2 separate regions of the Danio rerio genome follow, and region 1 is linked to region 2. Evidence: chromatin contacts called from public HiChIP or PLAC-seq data. All regions are on one chromosome and are shown on one strand. The core of a region is the stretch at or near the end of the contact, and the rest is flanking DNA. Distances in the headings are between cores, read along the strand shown.

Region 1 (2,902 bases), core at 271-2,770, 300 kb after region 2:
TTAACTACTGTGCAGCGATTAAAGAATATAGGATAAAATGTATTATAAATTACTATGTTTTTTTAAATTATTTTACATAGATTTCTTTATCTGCATCAGTCCTGATGCTATACCAAAAATCCCGTAATTTCTGACAATTTTGACAAATAAATAATTCTATGAAAGGTTCTTTATGGTTGGAAAACCTCTTTAGATTTGGCTAAAATGTTCTTCATACTTATGTTATAAAGGAATATTTTAAGAACTGTTCACTGAAGCCATTGATTAAACGTTATTTTTAAGTAGGTCGAAATGAATCATGATTTGATGATCACATTTTGCATTGTGTTTAGTAACTCACATTGTCTATCAGTGTGGTTGATTCTGCTCCGGCAGTCTCACAGATGCTGATGAGACTGGTGTAATATGGAGTCCTGCGCCATCTTCTGGTAAAAGGCAAAACTGAAGGACAGTCGAAAATCACACAATAATTTAGAATAGTTTTGAACTGTAAATTAACAACAAAAAAGTAGATGCAAACAGTAAGAACTAGTTACATTTTAGTTTTATAATATTGCGAAAACGAATCATGATTTTACTACAATTAGTAGAAAATAATTAGACGGCTAATAGACGTCTTTTAAACCATGATGCTTCCTGAGTACTAGATCAATAGAATTATTTATCTGGGTTCCAGCACATGTTGGAACTTTAGGGAATGAAGAAGCAGATGAATAGGCAAAGGAGGCCACAAAAAATAAATAAACAAATAAATAAATCAGAAATTGACATGTTTTTAAGAACTGGGAAAATGAAATGAAGACAATTATTCGACAATATGTGAGGGAAAGATGGCAAAAGAAATGGAAGGAAGAAGGAAGGTGGTAATATGTGATCCAGAGGATGGTGGGTAAAAACAGAAATAGGGAAAAATAGATGCGAGGAAACCATCATGTCAAGGTTAAGGTTTGAGCATACTGCTCTGAATAGTGGACTGTTTAGAATAGGAAAACATCCAAATGGACTTTGTATTAATTGTGATGAAGAGGAAAGTATAGAACATATCATAAAGAAATGTCCATTATATAAAAGGGAACGGAAAATGATGATAGACACTGAGGAAAATAAGGTAAATCTAAATATTAATAGTATGTTAAGTAGTAGAGTAGGAGATAGTAAAATGAAAGCTTTTTATTTGTTAGAGAAACTGGGTTGTATAATATGCTAGACTATAGTCTAAAGTTTTAGTCTATAGTTTTAGACTATCAGTCTAAACCCTGTTTAAAACACATCAGCCACGAATTGCTTAAAACCCGTTTAAAGCCCAGCGTAAAACCAGCAGTAAATCGTCTTACGTTGATTAAAAATGCTATTATAAATGAAACAAATTACATCAAATTGACGCTGTAAATGCTCCAGAAAACCGTTTGTAGGTCCTTTTACAAGTGTCTATGAAAAGCAACATGTATATAATAATCAAATCACATTTAAACCGTCCTGTCAGCCTTTGGTAAAACTGTTGGTCGAGACGAATTTTCCCGAATTGCCTGCTTTGAGTTTTGTCCCCACACGCTTTCCGTATCAACTTTGCTTAATTCAAAATGGCGGCCACCGCAGTTGGAAACGTGAGTTTATCTTTAATTAGTTTCTTTATTCTTTAGTCAAACCTAAACATAGACGATTGAAGTTTAGTATTTTATTACATTTCTATTATACTGTCATTTAATGTACTTTTATTTTCCAGTTAAGATGAGTAAAACTGGACATTGGATTACACGATAGCCTTTTAGAAATTTATTTACTTTTGTATATTTATTTATTTATTTATTGCTTGTAGGATGTTATAGACCGTGATCTTCCGACTGCTGTCCGTCTACTTAACAGTCTCACCGAACAGGTCTGTAATTTCACAAAATGTAATATTTTGATGGTTATTTTTGAGAACTGTCTGCATCACAATTACACGTTATATTTTATATTGAGTTAAAGATGGTTTTATTTTCGCACATTCAGACTTTCATCTCAATAATAACATTTCAGAAAAGTATTATTTGCCAATCCTAAAGAGTGAAATTTAATAGAAGCCAATGACTATCAAAGTACAACACTGTTCAGTAGTGCTAATGTTGTTTAAGTCATATTTACGCTGGGTTTTTAGTCTGAATATTCAAAGTACCAAACAATATATGGAGCGTGTCACAGGTTGTCACTAAACGATACCAACTTTTAAAGTACCAACTTTACCTCAATAAACCAAATTAGCAGCCAATGACTATCAAGGTACAACAGTGTTCAGTCAATTAAATAGTGCTAATGTTGTTTTAAAGTCATACTACACGCAATTTCAGACCGAATATTCAAAGTAAATATAGGAACATTCACAAATTGTCACTGTTCAAGAATGAACAAATGTGCGAATATAAAACCAACTTTACCTGTTTGTATTTTATGGACAATGGGATTACACATTATTTACACAATCAAGTATACTATTTGTAATGTATTGGTTCTTATGCTTTTTTATATCATTTAGTCAAATTCTGGGTTTGTTGATCACGCCTTTCTAGACTTTATTCATTTTAAACAGCTCAATTTGTTTCTTTAAGAAAAAACTGATGGTAAATTCAACAGTATTTAATTACAAATTGCATTAGATGTAAGTTCAAACTGTTTGAGTTATTCATCGTATATAGTAAAGCCATTGTTCACTTTGGTTGTTGATTACTTTAGTATTGTTACAGTCTTTTAACATCATTTTTATGGTGCTTTTAATTTGTTATCAGTAACAGACTAATCTTTAGGTAATACAGCTAGCACACTAGATGAACATGGAGATGTGATGATGCTGTTTGATATTTTCAGATTGTTTCAGTCACCAGTCATGTTCGGGAGCTTATAAAGAAAGTCAGAGAGAAAGCTTACC
Region 2 (2,913 bases), core at 120-2,619:
AACACAATTTTAAAAAATTGTTCATTTTTTTACTTCTCTTGATTTTTCCTTCTTTTAAAATTTGCATTTAATATTTTCCTATAACATAAATTTGTGGGTACTAGCTTTTGGACCATTATCATAAGTCATTTTGTTAGATAAGCTCCAGATTTGGCTTCAGTATTGAATAATCTAATGTGTATGCACAAATATAATATTGTATAGCTTCCTATTAAAAATAATAAATTAAAATATTCGTGAGATGTGTATTTATAAATGCTGAGCACTGTATATTTTGTTATAATATAGGCTAATCTTTCTAATTATTATTTTTAATATTTTTATTTTTTTCTAAAGTGATAATTTCACAATTAGATCAACAACAATTGATAATTTTTCTGTAAATCTTGGGTTTAATTTAAGGCAGTTATGTCTCGAGGCTTCCTAATAAATTAATTGATTGTCCACTTGGTACAATATAGAATTGCATCTGTCGGTTTACTGTCCTCAAATTAAAACACCTTGTTGTCATTCAATTTTACAGATAAAATGGCCTAATTGTTTGTGAAATGGGCATTTTGTAATCAAGGCAATACATCTTGACTTAATTAGAATAGGCTTTTGAGAAATTCATATTATAGGATTGTATTTTACCATATTTTATTTCTGTAAATATACCCTGTGTTTTTGGGCCACTTGAATTTGACTTAAATTTTATACATTTTTAAGACCAGCCTGACAACCAATTGAACATTTAAACTTAAAAAACACTGGTAAATTTGTTTTTAAATTAGGCTTTTTACTATTTTCATACAAAACATTTGGACCATCCCTTCCAAAAGCTGGTACTGTTTTGTTTTCCTAAAAAGTTTCTATTTGATTAAATTAGGCAAAACAAACATTTAAAATGTACATCAACAGCCTTGAAGTGAATCATCACAAGCAGGATGTGATGTTGGTTTCCAGCGTGGCTCATCTAACTTGGTTTTTAATGAACCTGTTATGACATTGATAATAGAGTGCAGATTGCTTTGGCTTTGGAATAACAACAACAAGGGCTCGTAACCTGACCACTCTGGCACACTTTTTCTCCCACAGCAGCACTTTAAATGTGGCAAACTGCCTTTTCGACACAGCTTTGATTCCCTCTCTAATATTATGAAACATCCACTTGGAGTTTAGAAAGCACAAAGCCTAGGAAATTGCTATCCAACTGGTGAGCCGTGTCCTTATGTTTGCTGTATCATCATTTTGCCCCGTTGCTCGCTGCAAGGTTGCTATGCAGGCTAGAGTAAACGAGTAGATACTGGTGCCCGTAGTATGTGGGGGAGGTTTTGCTGGCGAGATAAACAAGCAGCCAGCCATCGTTAGGCATACGGCAGCAGGAACATGGCGGCGGCAGTTAACTATAATGCTGTTTCACCAAGCCGAAGGTCAGAGCTGGACATAACGCACGGGATTTAGGAGGAAACCAAACACCGTAAGTTCGACATGGTTGCAAATCTTCTATGTTTGCCGGTGAATGGCGGTTTGTGGAGGCTTTGTAACGCGATTTTTTTACCCACTCGCTGCAGGATCCAATCACAGTTCCGCGGCGGCGGTATCCTGCATTAGCTTGCTAAACCAGCTACGCTCGCTATTTCAGCCTGGTCACTTTGCAGAGTTGGGGAGTTTTGTTTTGCTTGTTGCCTTAGTGTAAACAAATCTCTTTGAGCGACCTTCAAGCGGAGGCACGGCAGTTATTGTTCAAACATTTCGGCTGTGTCGCTGATTTACTTGATTCGCCCGCGCTGCTTGCATTTGAGCGATTAAGTTTAGCCAGCTCCCCCCTCTTTATTTGCCTGGCTAGCGTTAGCCTGCGAGCCTCCATTTGACTCGCGCTGGAGTCTGCTTTGAACATTATTTGTGGGCTTTTTAACTTTAGCGGGCGGAGAAAAGTGCTACATTGTAACGTGTTAATGGAGTTCCCCGGGAACACTCGTGTTACATCGCGAGTTCCGAAGCTAACGTTAGAGGCTGAAGGCAATAATGTTGCTATCGCTGTGCTGAAAGTAAATGCGCGGTGTTATTTGACAGTCTCAGCGAGGGCTGAGATTAGTGAGTCAGCTCTTTGCTCAACTACTGCACGCCACGGTTCGGTTTTCGGGAGCTCGACTCCGTGGAGAAAGGAAAAGTTGGGGCGCCGGTGGATGGGATTGGGAATGCTGCTAATTAGCATTTTACCTCGTGATTTGCCTGGACTCCGCTATTATATGTGGAGCATGGGCTGCTTTTGTCATCCAGAAGATTTTTTTTACTTTGGTCGACTGAGTTCGTAGTCGCCGTGACGATGTTTTACGGTCGTCTGACGTCACGAGTCACAACGCCGGGTAGTTCAGTGGGTCTAGGTCATGTTTAGATGCACCTTAGCATTTAACTCATAACTCATTAGTTTAACACGAGGGAGATGCGCGAGTTCTTATTTGGCCATGCATATCTGGTTGAGTGTTTGTTTTCATACAGTTTTGATGGAATTTCTCTTTATAAACGCAGGTCATTGTTTTATTTATTTCTAATTTGAATTTGTGGATTGCTATCGTGGGGATCGGTAACGTTAATTGTTTGTATTCGATTCTATATCCAGGATTTAGTTTATTAATGGTTCCATTAACAGCTTACAGCAATAACCACTAAACTAACAGTACTGGTGATTACCAAAATCCTTATGTTTTTTATGGTTTAAACAGAGTAGCATGTCTGTGCTTGTCTGTCTATTAGGGCACAATATTGGCATTGAATATTGTAATATTATGATATTAGAAAGAATTTATTATTTTAGATTGATTGGGATGATTCTGTTGGAGAGTATAAGCATAAAATATAAGAAACAATCTACAAGCATATATTAATTTAATAAAGAAAATATATACTATCTAAATAAAAAGCATTTTATTG

Evidence for each region. HiChIP or PLAC-seq counts read pairs in DNA pulled down with a chosen protein or histone mark.
Region 1: a contact with region 2 is called in an H3K4me3 HiChIP or PLAC-seq map of gastrula embryo, with 5 times the contacts expected there. The contact joins the promoter of ngdn here to the promoter of ncoa2 in region 2. A contact is called at or near these places in 5 of 18 Hi-C or Micro-C datasets (caudal fin, embryo, hematopoietic stem cells and 2 more) and 2 of 4 datasets of contacts at active chromatin or transcription factors (embryo and gastrula embryo).

What each region holds. Positions count from the first base shown.
Region 1 is chr24:16,007,262-16,010,163 of GRCz12tu, forward strand. ngdn (neuroguidin, EIF4E binding protein) reads left to right here and starts at 1,521. Exons shown (of 11, transcript NM_198373.2): 1 at 1,521-1,604; 2 at 1,817-1,876; 3 at 2,842-2,902. The coding sequence starts at 1,581.
Region 2 is chr24:15,706,298-15,709,210 of GRCz12tu, forward strand. ncoa2 (nuclear receptor coactivator 2) reads left to right here and starts at 1,370. Exons shown (of 22, transcript NM_131777.1): 1 at 1,370-1,459.